Regions from separate parts of the Sus scrofa genome. Here regions 2 and 3 are each linked to region 1. The links are chromatin contacts, called in public HiChIP or PLAC-seq maps. All regions are on one chromosome and are shown on one strand. The core of a region is the stretch at or near the end of the contact, and the rest is flanking DNA. Distances in the headings are between cores, read along the strand shown. Region 1 has its middle 320 kb from the start of TMEM135. Region 2 overlaps LOC102160855 (a long non-coding RNA gene). Region 3 overlaps LOC102160855 (a long non-coding RNA gene).

Region 1 (2,538 bases), core at 16-2,515:
CAGCAGGTTACAAACCCGATTAGGATCCATGGGGATGTGCGTTTGATCCCTGGCCTCGCTCAGTGGGTTAAGGATATGGCGTTGCCATGAGCTGAGGTGTAGGTCGCAGACTCGGCTCCGATCCCATGTTGCTGTGGCTGTGGCCTTAGGCCGGCAGCTACAGCTTCAATTCGACTCCTAGACTGGGAGCTTCCATATGCTCCCTGTGCCACAGCAACATGGGATCAGAGCCAAGCCTGCCACCTACACCTCAGCTCACGGCAACACCATATCCTTAACAAGAGCAAAACAAAGAAAAAACCCCCCAAAAACAAAAGAGTGTTGTGTAAAAAATACCCAAAAGAAATCTCGATGAAGAACTTAAAATCGAGTAGTGGCCACTTTCTGTATGGCCCTTGAGCTAAGAAGAGATTTTGCATTTTTAAAGAATCAGACAAAAAATAAAAAATAAAGAAACTTGACTGCAGGAACACTTGGCACCTTTAATAAGCTAACGTGCACTGGAGCTCTTTGAGAGGGTGAATAGCCTTTCTCATTCGTGTTTGAACACAGAATTCCTCCTCTCTTATTATTATTTTTTATAGAGCATATTATGGAGCCAGCGTTCTGTGCAATATGCTCTGAAAAACATTGTTCTAAACAAATGCATTCCAATTCACATTTGGCAGTCAGGTTCCCTTGACTCTTTCACTGCGGTATTTTCTTTGATCTTGGTCAGTGATGTGATTCCTTCTTCTGACTCCGTGGATTCAATCCTTTCTTCCAGGCTTTCTGGTCAAGTTTTCTCTTTCCCGTCATCTACGTACCATGGCCCACATCAGTCACAATCTTTCCCTTTGAGAACCCCTAGAGCACTTAGTATTTGTTCAGTAAAGCGTTGAGGAGATGAAAGGTTCCAGAAAACAACAGTATTTTCTGGTTATCTGAGTGGTTACCATTCTGGGCATGAAAACATTATGTAACCGAATTCTTTTGGGCAGAAACCTTTTGAACCCTACCGAATCATTCTCTAATTGACCATAACTTAACTTTATTTTCATGACACAGTGAAGAGAAAGCACCATTTGAGGGAAAGGTGAGAATAGTGCTGTTTCCAGCTCGGTTCCACCACTACTGAGGTGGGAGGCCTGAAAGGTCCCTTTTTTTGGACCCTGACCTCTCAGAAAATGAGCGTATTGGCCTAGATGTTCTTCAAGGTTCCTCCAAGAACATTTTACGACGTTCTGGGATTACAGAGTTCCAGAAAAGGGAACGAGATTAGCAAGTTTCTATGAGTTTGTACCTGATGATGTCTCACTAGACACACAGATCAGTGACTACTGTGCAATCATGCTTACCATGCAGATTTTAAAAAACATTCTAATTGATACTTAATTCTCCTTGGTGAACAGAATTCAAATTTCTGCATGGCAGCAGATTAGAAATCAAAGATTTTCTTAATACGATTAAGTGGATTTTCTTCCTCATCAGTGGAGTCTGGCAAGGCTTTGATCATGGTCCTTGACAGAATGTTGGTATTTTTATGCCTTTTAGAAAGCCCCAGCTGTCTGAGATACTCTGTCCCCGAGGTCTTACAAATCTGACTCGATCACTCGGAATTTATTTCCAGTTAAAGCTATTGACTGTGGGAGAGTTGTTTTTCTCTTTTGCAAGAAGGTCATGAACTTGACTTTTGTGGCTTTCTGTTTATTAGTTGATGCCAATGGCATGCAAACTTCAGCGAGGCTCTCTCTGTGCTTCCAAATCGTTCCATCATCTCTGACTTCTCAGTGAATTCCCAACAGAGACTGCTCCGACAGTTCAGTCTTCTCTTCAAGCTTGAGCGTATCCTCTCCTTCCAGCCCAGCAAGAGGTTGTACCTTTCTTCTCCGTCTCACAGCTCCTGGAGTACCTGTCACTTTACCTTTCCTCGCTTATTCCTTTGTTCAACATTTCTGGTTTATTTATTTTTTTTTAGGGCCGCACCTGAGCACATGGACGTTCCAAGGCTAGGGGAGTGAATGGGAGTGGTAGCCACCAGCCCACTCCAGCGTGGGATCCAAGCTGTATCTGCGACCTACACCACAGCTCATGGCAACACCGGATCCCTAACCCACTAAGCAAGGCCAGGGATCGAACCCATGTCCTAGTCGTGTTCATTACTGCTGAGCCACGATGGAAACTCCCTTGTTCAACATTTCTTGAATGTTCAATCTGTATGAACTGGGCATAGTCCTTCCCCTGTGATGCATTTCCATGCTGGTGGGGAGTTAGAAGGAAGGAAAACACAGGTAAATGTGTATCTTTCAAGTCTGTGAATACCAAAGGAGGAGCGTTTACTTTACTTGAATGGAAGAATCAGGAAAGTTTCCCAGAGGAGGTCTGAGAGGGCAAGTCAGAGTTCAATAGGAGACAACTGGGTGACCAGCACTCCAGGTGGAGGGGACAAAGCGTGTGACCACGGAGGTGTGAGAAAGCGTGACACAGTCAGGGAGAGTGAGAGAGGGGCGAGAAAGGAGGGCATTGGGGCAGTGTTGGGAGAGGAGCTTGAAAAGCCAG
Region 2 (2,538 bases), core at 20-2,519, 780 kb after region 1:
TGTGTGAGAGGGGGCAAGAGAGAAAAAATATGAAACTATGCATGGAACTAAAGATTGTAGAATATGGCTCAAAATATTAGTAGGCTATCTCTAGACTATTTCATTTGGCTTTCTTTTCATGTTTTCCAATTTTTATGCAGTAAATACATTTTATAAATAGAAAAGTAACCCAACACATTTTAATAAAAATATAAAGTGCCAAGTGCCGTGAATAAGTTATACACTGGATGTTATGGGAATGGATGTTTCTGAATTCAGTGATTCCTGGGTAGAATCTCTGTGCTCAACTTTGAGGGATAAAAAATGCTTTAGGAAGGAACCTAGGGAATGACATTCCAGGAGGAGGACCCAGGGTGTGTAGAGCATGGATGGAGGGGTCAAGAAGCAATATTATGTAGGGCACTTCCTGTCACCTGAAATGTGCCTTGGGGTGGACTAGGAGATGGAGATTGAATGCCATGCTATGGATCTTAGCTTTTATCCTTTAAGTGTGGAAGCATTTAAATACGGAGGTTTAAGCAGAGGACTCATTATAGTCAGATCTTCATTTTCTATAGAGTACAGTGGTGGCAATGGACTGCATGGAATAAAGAGGTCAGAGGAAGATAGGAAGCATGAGGATTTGTCAGAATGCTGGTGTGCAAGTAAAAGATGATACAGGTCTGGACCAGGACAACGTAGTGAGAGTGGAGAGAAATATTTCAGAGGTAATTAAGAAGGGTTTAAGGTGTGTTTCTTTTCTGCCTATGTCATACTCTATTGCTAAATTAGCAACACTACAGCTCATGTAAGAGAGTATACTTAGGTGCCTACATAATATGTCTGCATGGTTTACAACTGGAAGAAGAGGGTCAAAGGGGATGGGAAGGCCAAACCCAAAGACCTTGGAAGATTTCATAATTTTGCTTGGGTCTAACTTCTGCAAGCCCAGAGGAGGCGGTCAGGATTAGAAAACGCTGCTCTCTGGCCCACAACAAGGCTGTGGAGAGATGAGAGACAGCAATGCGCCTGAGTCAGACTCCGGAGGAGGACCCTACTGGCCTAAACTGCAGATGAGACCAGATGAGCAACTGTGACCACAGGGGTAGTCCAACAGCAGGCTGCGAAGAGATGCAACTTGAGAAGGGAGAGAGGGAGTTGTTGTTTTTTTTCCTGAGTCATGTTTCGTTTTGTAACAGCAGGATTTCCAACTGGCATAAAGACAGTCGGGAATTAAGAGAGAGAACACACAGCCTAAGTGTGTCATGAGAACAGGATGTCGAGACAAGTTTGCTGGCAGTTAGAAACAGCTTGGCTGGCCACACTAAGGAGGGACATGGGGTACAGGAAAGAATAAATTCCCATGGCCCATGGTGTACCTCATCCAAGTTCTGTTTCATGTTTGCGCCAAATGAACAAATGCTTTCGTGGTGTGATTTTGAGGCTTTCTCTTAAATTCCTCTTTCTGACTGTGTGCGTGGGAAATGTCTAAAATCTTCCAAGTAAAGACCGATCTCCTTCTTCCATCCACATAGTGAATAATGGTATTCAAATCCAAACCCAGGGGTAAGTGACTGATCTCAGCCCTCCTGCTAGCAGGCTGGATGTAGGCAGAGGCAAGAGAAGCCCTAATACAAGAAGAAATCAGGAACCTAAGGGGGCTTTGCAGTAGGATGCCAGAAGCCTGGGTTCAGAGGTCTGAAGTACTAAGACATCTGGCCGCTGACGTCACGCCCAAAGAGGGTCACAGCATCTTTTCTCTGAAGGGCTCTCTGAACTCTGCTGCCTGGGAAAGTCAAACCTCTGGTCAGATCTGAGGGGGTTGAACAACCTCATATAATTCCTATGTTTCTTTCCATTTGCACATTTAGATTCCATGGACCAGGAGGACTGAAAAGGTTTGGAGCTTTCCTAGACAATTTAGAGGCACCTACAAAAGTAAGCTTTCCACAATAGGATAACAAAGGATTTCAATGGAACCAGCAAAGAAAGGCAGAGGTAAAAATCACAGGAATTCTTTTTTTTTTTCAGTAAGGATTGTTCTGAGTTTCAAAGGGATGTGCTATGCACTACATTCACGTATGGGATTTGGGAGGGTGGTGGTGTCTTGGTGTCTTGATTTCCTTTAACCCAAGGGAGAATTCTTTTTTAGGCAAAAAGCCCCAAAGCACAGGAAATATAATGAGGTGGCAGTAGGTGGTGAAGATAGGGTGACAGAGAGATATTTCTGGCCCCAAAGTCTTCAGATTAGACACCAGGAAGTAACCTGTCACATGACCTCCAGGAACCTGAAGACTTGGAGGATCGCTTTTCTGAGAAGACTTGCCCAGCAAAACACCTCGCCCACAGCCTCCTCTTGCCAGCTAGTCCTAAAGGAGCTCCCTGTCAGCAGAGCCGGAGCATCTGCCTTGATCCCCTGGCCCCACGCTCCAAAGTGATTCAGAGAAGCCAGCAGTTTCTTTCAGTGCTCAGCTGGCAGCTGTCTCCTTTGATAAATACTCCTTTTGGGGGCAGGGGGGCTTTTTGTTTTTTCCTTCACCCTTAACAGATTTTCCTTTA
Region 3 (2,538 bases), core at 14-2,513, 720 kb after region 1:
ATTTGTGAGATGTCATAAGAATATGGTTTCATTGTTTTGTTGTGGAAAGAACACTAGCATTAGAAGACTGAACTTCGGCATCCATTTACTATTATTTTCGGGAATTTCTCTGAGGTTTAGATATTCCTATTGTAAAACAAAGATAGTTTTTAGCATAAAGAGCTGCTAGTAGGATCACATGGGAAAATGTTTTTAAGCTGTAAGATCTACAGTAGAAATGTAGAGGTTTGTTACTATTAAATTGGGTGGTAGTAGAACTAATATACAGAATTACCTATTAAGGAAGTATGAGGCGAGAGAGAGAGGCTGAGTGACTTAAGGAGTATATCTTTGAGCAGATGGAAAACATCAGGCAAAGAGGTATTTTGTTTGTAAGAAGTTTCCATGTGCCAAGAGAACAAAGTTTGGCTTCTTGCTAGCAATTTCCCTACTAGCTCATCAGTGGTATCTGAAATTTCGCTTTTATTTCACCTGCATGATTCATTCCAAGCCCTTCCTAATAATACCAACTCTAATCGTTCCTTCCTCTATACAACGGCTTTATAATGTAGCTGCTTCCACCGAGGGATCATTTAACTCATTTATTTGTCTGTGTCCCCCCAAGCATACCCCTAGAGGTGGGCCTGGGGTGGAGGAGGGGCTATAACCTTGCTATACAGAGTTACTGAGTTGAATCACCCCTGGTTGATATGAAAACACTTCTGAGAACTACAACAAAACCTGCCTAAATCATGATCACTCCATTAACAAAGTATGAAAATCACTTCTAATTTCACCACAGGCTAAAATTATTTTTCCTACATAGCCTCTTAGTGATACTAGAAAAAGGGGGAAAAAGGATTCAGATTTGGGTAAAGCTCAGAGAAAACAGCCTAGCAAGAGAGCCTTCAAATGTGGGAGGTTTCCCCAGAGCAAGACAGGAGGAAAGGGGAAATGGAGCAAAATAAACACCAGCTGCCTTCCTCATATATCTTCCAAGAATCTGCCCTCCTGGCCTTTAACGAAATTCTTTTAAAAAAACAAAACAAAACAAACAACCAAAAAAATGAATATCTGTATGTCCAGGATTTCCAAATACAGATCATATGATTTTATTTCAAGGGGTGTCTGCATTTGAACATAATGCATCCAAATATATGTAAGTAGGTAATATGTCTCACATCCGCACACAGCTCTTTTTCATATGCACATATTAACAGGTCTGTGAACTGGAGATTGGCACTTGCCATCTGCCTCTGCACAGATTGACTCATGAGCTGCTGCAGCTGCTGTCCCTCTACACCCCTGAAAGGAGCTCAGGGCGGAGATCAGGGGTGAGTCACTCTGTGCTCTGGGAAAACCGGCAGAACAGGTCTCCAGATAGATATTTTCAGGATGAGATTTTATAAACCCAATTCTTGCATCTCCTCATATCTAGCAAAGTACTGACATCCTTCATGGTGACGTCTGCTCCTCGTGATTAGCAGTAACATTCACTCGGAGACCAGCAGTGACCTGTAAAATGAGTGCTTGGTGTCATGTACCTCCCCCCTTCACCAAAACCACATATATACCAATATTTCCACCTACATCTTTGGAGCGATATTTCAGAGCTATTTGAAATGCTGCCTCCTAGGCTATAGTCCTCATTTTGCCCCCAAGAAAACTTAACTCTTAGCTTTTATGTTGTGCTTTTTTTTTTTAGTTGACAGGTCCTGTTTTGATTAATACGATACAAATTTATGTAAGGCAATTTATAGAAATGTTTAGTCAAAATGTATGTTTAGCAACGAACTCTAAAGATAGTTCTAAGAAGAAAGAGGTAAAATGGAGGTTGTCAGTGGCATTAAAAATTATTTAAAAGCAGGAGTTCCCTGGTGACTCAGCAGGTTAAGATCCAGTGTTGTCAGGGCTGTGGCTTGAATCACTGCCGTGGCACAGGTTCGATCCCTGGCCTGGGAACTTCCACATTATATGGGTGTGGCCATGTCACAAAAATAAATAGATAAATAAAAATTATATACAATGGTTATTTTAAATTTGAAAAAGTGGAAAGGACTACTGCATACTGTCCTTGAAAAACAGCTTTTGGTATTCTGAATACCAAGAAAACTCAATTTCAAGACAAACTTTACTATCTAGCTGATGATCGTAGGCAAGTCACTCTGCCTCACTGGGTCTGCCTTGACTCAGTTGTTCTGTGTTAGTCAAATATGGCTTTGAATAATCAGGAAAGAGTATTTTGTAATTGTGAAAGTCTCTGAATTTTGTTTAGGAGTGATAATTACTTGCATAAAGACTTGCCAAAATTCCAGTCATTTGAAATTTGGTTATTTGAGTTTCGGCACAAACAGGGGAGTACCTGCTAATTCAGATATTTTGCACTAATTTTTAAAAGATGCACTCCTCGGGGTTGCCGTTGCGGCTCAGCGGGTTAAGAACCCAACATAGTATCCATGAGGATGTGGGTTCCATCCCTAGCTGCAAGTTAAGGATCCAGCATTGCTGAAAGCTGTGGGGTAGGTCTCAGAGGCAGCTCGGATTTGGTGTTGCTGTGGC

The links. HiChIP or PLAC-seq counts read pairs in DNA pulled down with a chosen protein or histone mark.
Region 2: an H3K27ac HiChIP or PLAC-seq map of skeletal muscle shows a contact between it and region 1, with 10 times the contacts expected there. The contact joins two enhancer-like sites. A contact is called at or near these places in 2 of 47 Hi-C or Micro-C datasets (heart right ventricle and liver) and 1 of 2 datasets of contacts at active chromatin or transcription factors (skeletal muscle).
Region 3: a contact with region 1 is called in an H3K27ac HiChIP or PLAC-seq map of skeletal muscle, with 5 times the contacts expected there. The contact joins two enhancer-like sites. A contact is called at or near these places in 1 of 5 promoter capture datasets (liver), 1 of 47 Hi-C or Micro-C datasets (liver) and 1 of 2 datasets of contacts at active chromatin or transcription factors (skeletal muscle).

Annotation. Positions count from the first base shown.
Region 1 is chr9:21,058,651-21,061,188 of Sscrofa11.1, forward strand. No RefSeq gene overlaps it. Among named protein-coding and RNA genes, the nearest start is that of TMEM135, 320 kb to the left of the region's middle. Within about 2 kb of position 1,266, at least 6 of the 83 cell types and tissues checked have an H3K27ac peak or open chromatin away from gene starts, as enhancers often do. A contact at or near this core is called in skeletal muscle, where this site is marked.
Region 2 is chr9:21,835,767-21,838,304 of Sscrofa11.1, forward strand. It overlaps LOC102160855 (a long non-coding RNA gene), which reads left to right. Exons shown (of 10, transcript XR_002346978.1): 7 at 1,851-1,977. Among named protein-coding and RNA genes, the nearest start is that of CTSC, 75 kb to the left of the region's middle. Within about 2 kb of position 1,270, at least 41 of the 83 cell types and tissues checked have an H3K27ac peak or open chromatin away from gene starts, as enhancers often do. A contact at or near this core is called in skeletal muscle, where this site is marked.
Region 3 is chr9:21,778,013-21,780,550 of Sscrofa11.1, forward strand. All of the region lies in intron 2 of LOC102160855 (a long non-coding RNA gene), which reads left to right. Among named protein-coding and RNA genes, the nearest start is that of CTSC, 17 kb to the left of the region's middle. Within about 2 kb of position 1,264, at least 19 of the 83 cell types and tissues checked have an H3K27ac peak or open chromatin away from gene starts, as enhancers often do. A contact at or near this core is called in skeletal muscle, where this site is marked.